Regions from separate parts of the Sus scrofa genome. Here all the other regions are linked to region 1. The links are chromatin contacts, called in public HiChIP or PLAC-seq maps. All regions are on one chromosome and are shown on one strand. The core of a region is the stretch at or near the end of the contact, and the rest is flanking DNA. Distances in the headings are between cores, read along the strand shown.

Region 1 (2,852 bases), core at 210-2,709:
TAGCCCCATTTTCGGGGTGCCTGGATGACTTCCTCTTAACACAGACCCGGGGACCCCGTGGGGAAGAATGGAAACTCCAGCTCCACCATTCCTAGGTGCCAACTTATCTGGGAACCAACTTTTCATCACTTAGGATCCTTCTTAGGAGCAAATGAGAAAGCCCAGATACAGCCCCTGGCACCCTGCACGGTACAGAGCAGGCACGCAATGACTTGAAGCATTCTGCAGGACACTGATGATGCCCAGAGGCAAATACAAGCCACCCTCCCCCAACCCCCATCCACCTCCCCCACTCTGAGCTTAGAATCCAGGGTCTAGAAATGACGTGGGGGCAGGGAGTGGGGGGGGCTTGGCACCCATTCAGCTTTAGGCATCCAGCATCAAGTTCCTTTCTTAAAAGGATTTCAATTTCCCATTCGAGTAGAGTGGAAAGCGTTCAGACTCCACGCCAGGCTCCCCGCTTCCTCCAAGGCACTCAGGATCTCATATGGCCCCAGGATGGAAGACTGCAACCTAAGGTGCCAGCCACTCGGGTTCCTGTAATCTTTTACTCCCAGTCCCCCCCAAAGCAAATGATCAACCTTAAGGCACCAAAGAGGGAAACCACCAGGAACCAGAGGGTAGTGACTCGAGTCCCATCGCTTGCACCTTTCTCTGTGACCTGGGCCAGTTCCTTGATCTCTCTGAACCTCAGTTTCCTCATCTGTATAAAGAGAAGAGCAATGCCAAGCTCATGGGACCACTGCAAGGGAAATGAGAGAATGAGCTGAACACCATGCCTGAGACATTAGCTGCTGCTTTGAATATTCAAGCCAAGAAGCCCAGGGCAGCCTGTGCCAGAATCAGAAGCACTGACTGCTCCAAAAGAACCCTCTGTAGAGCGGACGCAGCCTTGGCCTAGACCACAGACCAGCCTTCACCACGTCGCTCCGGGCCACAGGTTGGGAGCAAATCTGACTCCACCAGAGGCTTCCAGAAATCTTAACCAATAACAGGGGCAGGGGTGGGCGAAGTAAGGGTGCAGAAAAGCACAGGTGTAACTGAGACCCAAGCAGCTCCCGAAAAGAGAGGTGTCCAACGGGAAATGGTGGGGGATGCGGCTCAGGAAATAACCTTAAGTAACTGTGACACTGGACGTTCAATGGAAACTGCCACCTTTGATGACTCGGGGCTTCTAGGATGTTCGGGCGGCAGTGTGGCTAGGGGGTTATAAACATAAGCTCGGAGTGAGTGGACCAAACCGAGGTAGGGTGTCCCAAGAGTCCCCAGGGGGTTCCAGGAAGGCTGGTGACTTTCTGCTGTAGCCTAACCTTCCTGGGCCTCAGTCTCCCCAGCCCCTACTCTCCACTCCCGATCCTGGAGCTCCTGATCGGAGGCAGTGCAGGGAGTCCTGGGGCTAAACGGGCCGGGGGCGCACCCAGGCCCCCTCTGGGCAGAGCCCGGGGCGCCCGGGCGGGTCTCATCCGCTCGGGGAGGGAAAGGCCGAGGAGACAAGGGCGGCGCGCGCGGCTGCACACGAGCGGAGGCCCTTTCTCTGCGGCAGCGGCTGAAAAAATAATCAAAAGAAAGCAACTGGAACGCGATCGGGGGCGCGGCGGGGCGGGGGCTCCTCCCGCCGGCGCCCGGGAGCCGGCCCGGGCCTGCGGCCTGGCCGGGGCGGCCGGGAGGCCGGGGAGCGGGCGCCCCGCGGGAGCGCCGAGGCCCCGCTGCGCCCGGCCGGGCGGGGGCGGCGGAGGCGGAAGCGGGGGCGGCCGGAGCGCGGTGGGGATGTTTAAAGGAAATTTACAATCATTTCCTCTCTGTGGTTTGGTGACAAATCAACAACATCCTGTTCTTTTGTGAGGCTCCGGGCGCCTGCGAGGCGGGGGCCGCGCTCTGGCTCTTAAAGGGACACGCACGGGCCCCCCTCCCCCACCCTGCTCCCCCGCGGCTCAAAAAATAGTAATAATAATACAGCCTCCCCAAGGCGCCACCTCCCGGGGCGCGCGGCCGGAATGCGGGGGCGGCTGCCCGCGCCGCCCCGGGGCCGCGACCCCTCCCCCGCGGCATTCCTCCCCCTCCTCGCCCCTCCTCCGCATCAAGGGACGCGAGGGGCAGGCGGCGGCGGCGCATCCCTCTGCTGGATGTGACAGCCCCGGGCCATCCCCCGCTGAGGGGCAGGCTGGGAGCGGAGGGGCGCCCGACCGACCGACGGTTCCCCTCACCCCCGACCCCCGCCCCCCTAACCCTGGGGCAGCGCCGCCCGGGCTCCGGACCTCCGGGTCGATCTTATCCCCCTCCCCCCATCCCTTGGCCTCGAATTTTTCCACCCCTGAAAAGCTCTGGATTTATGGTTAAAACGTCGACGTACGCACACGAGGTTTATAAAACGCCAAAGCAGAAAGAGGCTTCCCGAGCTGTAGGAGTAATGAGAATCAGATGGCTAGGACCGAAAAAATAAAATAGACTCAGCTGCTCTCCTGGGATTTCGTTCATTCAGTCATTTCATGAGTATTTCTCACTAAGCGCTGGTCACCCTTTGAGGGTACAGCAGGAACTAGACAGAACGGGTCCCTGTCCCCAGGGGGTCTAGATTCTGGAATAAAGGAAGGAAGGAACAAACCGACCAAGACGATTATTTCACACGCTCTAAGTGCTCTGATTAAGGGTCATATTCTATTTATTTTTATTTATTTTTTGGGCTGCGCCCTTGGCACATGGAAGTTCGCCAGGCTGGAGATTGAACCTGCGCCACAGCAGCAATCCAAGCCCCTGCAGTGGCACTGGCTCCTTAACAGGCTGGGCCACAAGAGAACTCCTGAAGGGTCATAGTCCAGAAGAGCAGCTTTCTGTAAGGACAGCTCTCTGAGCTG
Region 2 (2,852 bases), core at 231-2,730, 190 kb after region 1:
GTTCACTTTGTATTTCGATGTGAAGTAAAATCACACCGACATAAGAGCAACTTTTTTTAGAGAGACTTCAGAATGGGGCAGGGACCAGGATACGAGACTATAAGGCCTCCCCAAGGCCAAGCAGAAGCAGAAAGACAAAGGGGAGACAGACGTCAAACACAGAATGTTGCAGTGGGGCTGGCGAGAGTCATTATAACCCTAAGTAAATCCAGTTTCATCAGGTTCCACGAGCAGATTAAAACTGATTCAATAATTGCCCTGAGGTCAAAGCACCAGAGCTGTGCACGCACAGGGGACACAGTCGGGACAATGGCCCGGCCGCCTTCCGTCGTTCCTCCTGCTCCCACCACGGCCCTCCATCCGCCTTCGGAGAGCTCGCCAAGTCGGAGCCACTCCACCAACAGTAAGAAGCCATCCGGAGGCCTGGCGAGGCTGCCGACGGGCGATCTCAGCCACCCCAGAAACGCCCAAGGACAAAGACTGCGGCAGAGGCACCGCCGGCTCTCTAAGCCTTGGAGTCCTGCTCCGGCCAGCGCGACGCAGGGAGAGCACGCGAACGCGAGCAGAGCCATCAGGTTTCAGGAAGGAGGGACACATTACTACTCAACTTCAGGTCACTTCAGAAACAAAAGGACCCCAACGGCCCACACATCATCGGACGTGCAGAGGAAGCACACTTGCTCTTCGGACACTTGGTGATTTTTTTTTCAAGCAGACCTTCCCCTGGAAACATGCGCGACCGTCCTGCTACCATCCAGTCCAGGGAGTCAAACTAACTCGAGGTGAATTTCCTTCAATGACCCAGGAGACACTGCGGGGGAGGAGATTCCCCAAAGGAGGAAAGGAGACCGTTTCTCACCCTCCTGGGTCTGGCTCACTAGGGCGCAGCCATCACTGTCTAATGATGAAGGGCCCTGGCTCATCCGTGCCACCAAGGCTCGCAAACTTTCCTCCTCCTACTTCAGGGTGGTTCAAAGAAAAAAATTTCAGGTGGGGAGTTCCCTTCGTGGCTCAGTGGTTAATGAACTGACTCGTGTCCATGAAGAGTCGGGTTCAATCCTTGGCCTTGATCAGTGGGTTAAGGATCCGGCGTGGCTGTGGCTGCGGCTGTAGGCCGGCAGCGGCAGCTCAGATTCCACCCCTAGCCTGGGAACGTCCATGTGCGGTGGGTGTGGCCCTAAAAAGCAAAAAAAAAAAAAATTGAAGCTGTATTTTGCTTCACATACAGAGACGTCTTAGCAGTTAACGCCCTCGACGACGGGGCGGCGCCAGGGCGAGCGGTAAAGACTCGTGGTTATTGTCCAGTGAACCCTGGACATTTCTGACCATTTCAGACAAAGACGCTCCTAAAAGGCATCTGCTTCTTTTTCAACACGACAGAAGGAACCTTTTCTTTCCTGCCTCCGCAGAGCCACTCGGGGCTGCCACTGGGCTCAGCTCTAGCAGTTCCTTCTGGAGCTTCCTGCTGGGAGGCAGGAAACCAGATTTCCTTTACAAGCCTAAATGGGCTCTGAAAGGCAACCTGAGCGCTGCCCCGCGGTCCCTGCCCACGGGCCGCGGTGTCCGGCTCCTGCAACGTCCGCCTGGGCTGCTCAGAAAGCGGCCTGCTGAGGCCACCGGAGCTTGCGGCGTGTGAGCGGCTCCTCTATCCGCGGCCACCCGAACTTCTGGAAGAGGCCCTCTCCTGATACTTCTGCCTAGTACGAGGCCAGAGCGTAGCATGAGAAGCGAGTGGTTTTTCTCTACCGCCGTTACTTTAGGAAGCACCTTTCTGGCAAGAAGGAAGCTCGCTTTCGACAGGTGACAGGTGAAGACAGAAGGCTCAGTCAGCGAACGAAAAAGAAGACCTTCCTGCGGTCACTGCACATCTGCCACTAAACCTCCCAGAGGAAGCAAACACTGGATCGGGAGGGACGGTTCTCAGCCCCGTCGGTGGACAAAGGAGACGCGGCCCCACAGGACAGAGGGCGGCTGTGCCGGCTCTCTCGGGGCTGCTGCAAGTTAGGAAGGAAGCCGTTCGACTTCTCACCTCGGCTCCAAGTCCCCAGAGCCCTAACGGAGAGCTCTGAGTCCTCTGGGCGCGTCGGAAATGATTTCAAAGCAACGACAACATCAAAGCCAGACAGGAGAGCAGAGAAACCCACCACGCCCTCGATGGGGCTCTCAGGGACGGCCGGGCCCCTGACCACTCGGAAGGCACCGAAGGCCTCTGTCCCCAAGCCATAGGGAGGGACCAGCCTGTAATGGCCCTTCACAGCTCCCACAGCACCCTTGCCTCAAACCACGATGCTAAGCCTGCTGTGCTTTCCTTTTAGAATCCATGCAGAAAACATCTCAGAACGTCTAGAAAATCCAAACAGTAACAACCTATTTTGCAAACAAAAACCCTTAACAAAGTCCCCAAAGATACCGGAAAACCGAGAAGTTCAGGCTTTCTCTCAACCTGTATTGTCGTGACAACCTGTCGTGTGTTAGAAGCAAGATGAGGCGTTCCCACTGTGGCCCAACAAGATCAGCAGTGCCTCTGCAGCCCTGGGACGCGGGTTTGATCCTCCGCTGGGACAGTGGGTTAAGGATCCAGTGTTGCTACAACTGTGGCTCAGACCTGATCCTTGGCTTGGGACTCTGTGTGCTGCAGGGTGGACAGGAAAAAAAAAAAAAAAGGAGTTTCCATTGTGGCACAGCAGAAATGAATCCACTAGGAGCCACGAGGCTGCAGGTTCGATCCCTGGCCTTGTTCAGTGGGTTAAGGATTCGGCGTTGCCCTGAGCTGTGGTGTAGGTTGCAGACACAGCTTGGATCTGGTGTTGCTATGGCTGTGGTGTAGGCTGGCAGCTATGGTTCTGATGAGA
Region 3 (2,852 bases), core at 237-2,736, 170 kb before region 1:
CAGGATGTGGCCACCGCCTAGCTCATGTGTGGCATGAGGTCAAACAGCTACAAGTGCCACAGAAAACTCAGTCACCTAGCAAAACGTGTTGTGTCCTTTTTCACAATTAACCTTTTTGTTTTTTCTACCAGGAACTTTTAAAAGAGCCAAGGAAAAGGAAGGTTTCCATTTGTTGGCAGAAGCAGGGGGGAGGGGGGGACATTTATTGAGCTCCTACTATGTGGGAGCCCTAGTCTGGTTCTGGAATATAGAGTCAAGATAGCTAAGCTCCCTGCCTTGCGGAGCATACACTACAGAGGGGACATGGAGGCAGAGATTCCAGCCGAAGAAGCTGGAAAGAAAGAATACCATCCATGAGCCAATAAGCTTGTTTCAAAGAATGATTAATAACACATATTTAAAGAAATCTTTCTCAACATTACCAGCAAAAAGATACCTGTTTTACTTATGAGTTTCCTTCCTAGCCTCCTGCCCCACAAAAAATCCTATACTTAGAAATATCCATACATTTCATACATATAAACACAAGTCGTCCATCTCAGAGCAGCAACTATATTAATTAATTAATTAATGGCCTCCCCTGTGGCACGTGGAAGTTCCCAGGCCAGAGATCGAACCCATGCCACAGCAGTGACAACACCAGGTCCTTAACCTGCTGAGCTACCAGGGACCTCCCTCAGAGCAGCAACTTTATGACTTTGTTTCAATGATCAATCATACCATGTCAAAGCCAACATCTCTTGGATATGGATTTAGCAACTGATCCTGTACTCTGCCATGAGTCTAGAATGTATCTACTGAAGTTCAGTTGACAATGCTTCGCCCATCTTCAAAAGCAAACTCTGCAGTTCTTTCTGACCTATCACGGAAGATGCTTCAGTACACTGCGGAGGAGCTGCATGCTTTCATTTTAATAGAGCTGGTGAAAATCCCAAATGGATTCCTCAGTTCACAAAACTGAATGAAAACCCAGAACCCCTTAAAGTAAAAATAGACGCATTTGGGAATCACAAGGGAGATGTTACTTATTCTCTGAGCCTTCAGCTTCTGCTACTCCTAGCGGTGGGAACCTACGCTGTCATTCCAGTTTCCTATGAACTTGGCAGGACTCTGCGTCCATTTGGAATTGTAATAGCCCGGCTTTCAGTTTGGGGAGGAAGGAAGGAGTCACTGCATATTCTCCTGGGGCTCCTCGGGCTGAATCCCAAGAAGCCGAAGCTTAAATGTTAAATCCCAAAGGAAAGGGATAACGCCATCTAATGACTTTACCTGGTTAGGGCCCCAGAACCATGTTTGGGGCTCTCTTTGCGGGTCTTTGGTAATGTTGCCTGCTGCAAAAATTCTGATTCCTGTAGTAGGTGCTTGGGTTTTGTCTGTTTGTTTTTGCAGTTACACACAGATTTTATACTAAATACCCTAGGCATTTCAGACCAACAGTTCCAGGGTGTGGATGTTCTTACTGCTCAATCCCCACTCCCACACGCTTTAGGCTACAGGAACTGCAAAGCAAGCCAACCAACTCGCCCTCCACAGCCTCTCCAGCTCTCAGCTCCTAGTGTCATGGGCAGACAAAGGAACTAATGTACAAAGGAGGGGGGGACCCTCAGACAGGATGGGAGGCAGGAGGTGCCCCTGGTGGGCTTAGGGCAACCCAGGTAAGGGGCAGGATGCAGGGAGGTGGCTCAACTGAGCCCTGAATCTGCGGCTCCCTCTCCCCTACTTTTGTTTCCAAAGAAGTGATTCGATTTGCGTGCAAACACTTACATTCCACAAACAAGCCGTTTCCTCTTCCTTGGGGGAAGGCGATGGAGAGGAGGCAGAGGAAGCACGCACCTCTTCAGCAAGGAGGGCTGCGTTCACGGCCCTCCTCCACCCTCAGCTCTTCAACCCAGGGCTGCACTCTCTTCCCCACTCGATGTAAACAGACACAATACACATCCCCTATCAAAGATGCTTGTAAAATCATGCAAGGATTTCCAAATTTCACTTCAAGAACTACATGCATCCAAGGACTTGAAGTCTGGACCATGCTTGGGAAATACAAAAACGTAACATACAGTCTTCCAGTGAAATCAAATTTCTAATAAGCACTCAGTCTAAGAACTGACTGAGGCGCCATGATGCTAGCTAGCTATTGCAGGCATGTAATTAGACGTGTACTGATTTAAATTTTGTGGGTTTCTTGCCATATGCCGAAAAATACATATGTATGTATTATAAAATGTAGTAAGTTATCTATTGCTCATATATATATATATCACAATTACAAAAATACTGTATACAGAATATTTTTTCAGGGTTATATTCTGCCTCAGGCCCTCAAAACCTCAGAGGCTCTAAGCCCTGGGCCTTATCAGCCTAACAGATATACTTGGGAGGTAAATTATTCTCTCAGAAACAAAGAAAAAATACTAAGGTAAAAAGTTTGCAAACACGGGTTAATCCATGGATTACCATCAGCAGCAATTCAGTTTGGTTGGGGCTCCCTTGCCAACGCAAAATCTCTACTAAAACCCTGGACTTCACCCACTCCCCTTGGGCCTTGCCATAGGAAGCAGTAACCCCCAGGCAAAGGTTTCTATTTCAGATCCACTCTGGTCCCTGGGGACCCTGCCCTGGGCTGTGCTTCCTCAACCACTTGAATCTCATTTCTCCTGCAGCTGATTTTTTTTTTTTTCCCAAGATGTTAACAATTTCTGTGGAACCATCTGGAAGTTATTAAGAAAGTGTCCCAGGTCCTCTGAGGCAGCTGGCTACGGCCTCTTGCCTCGTTTCCTGTGTCCTGGATGTCTAAGTTGACTTTCCTAAGAAATTTGGAATATTAGCTTAAAAAAAGAAACAGTCAATATTTT

What was found. HiChIP or PLAC-seq counts read pairs in DNA pulled down with a chosen protein or histone mark.
Region 2: a contact with region 1 is called in an H3K27ac HiChIP or PLAC-seq map of skeletal muscle, with 9 times the contacts expected there. The contact joins two enhancer-like sites. A contact is called at or near these places in 3 of 47 Hi-C or Micro-C datasets (heart right ventricle, psoas muscle and skeletal muscle) and 1 of 2 datasets of contacts at active chromatin or transcription factors (skeletal muscle).
Region 3: an H3K27ac HiChIP or PLAC-seq map of skeletal muscle shows a contact between it and region 1. The contact joins two enhancer-like sites. A contact is called at or near these places in 5 of 47 Hi-C or Micro-C datasets (embryonic fibroblasts, fetal heart ventricle, liver and 2 more) and 1 of 2 datasets of contacts at active chromatin or transcription factors (skeletal muscle).

Annotation. Positions count from the first base shown.
Region 1 is chr2:143,916,203-143,919,054 of Sscrofa11.1, reverse strand. No RefSeq gene overlaps it. Among named protein-coding and RNA genes, the nearest start is that of SPRY4, 26 kb to the right of the region's middle. Within about 2 kb of position 1,459, at least 46 of the 83 cell types and tissues checked have an H3K27ac peak or open chromatin away from gene starts, as enhancers often do. A contact at or near this core is called in retroperitoneal adipose tissue and skeletal muscle, where this site is marked.
Region 2 is chr2:143,729,644-143,732,495 of Sscrofa11.1, reverse strand. All of the region lies in intron 7 of NDFIP1 (Nedd4 family interacting protein 1), which reads right to left. Among named protein-coding and RNA genes, the nearest start is that of NDFIP1, 42 kb to the right of the region's middle. Within about 2 kb of position 1,480, at least 4 of the 83 cell types and tissues checked have an H3K27ac peak or open chromatin away from gene starts, as enhancers often do.
Region 3 is chr2:144,084,980-144,087,831 of Sscrofa11.1, reverse strand. No RefSeq gene overlaps it. Among named protein-coding and RNA genes, the nearest start is that of FGF1, 150 kb to the left of the region's middle. Within about 2 kb of position 1,486, at least 11 of the 83 cell types and tissues checked have an H3K27ac peak or open chromatin away from gene starts, as enhancers often do. A contact at or near this core is called in retroperitoneal adipose tissue and skeletal muscle, where this site is marked.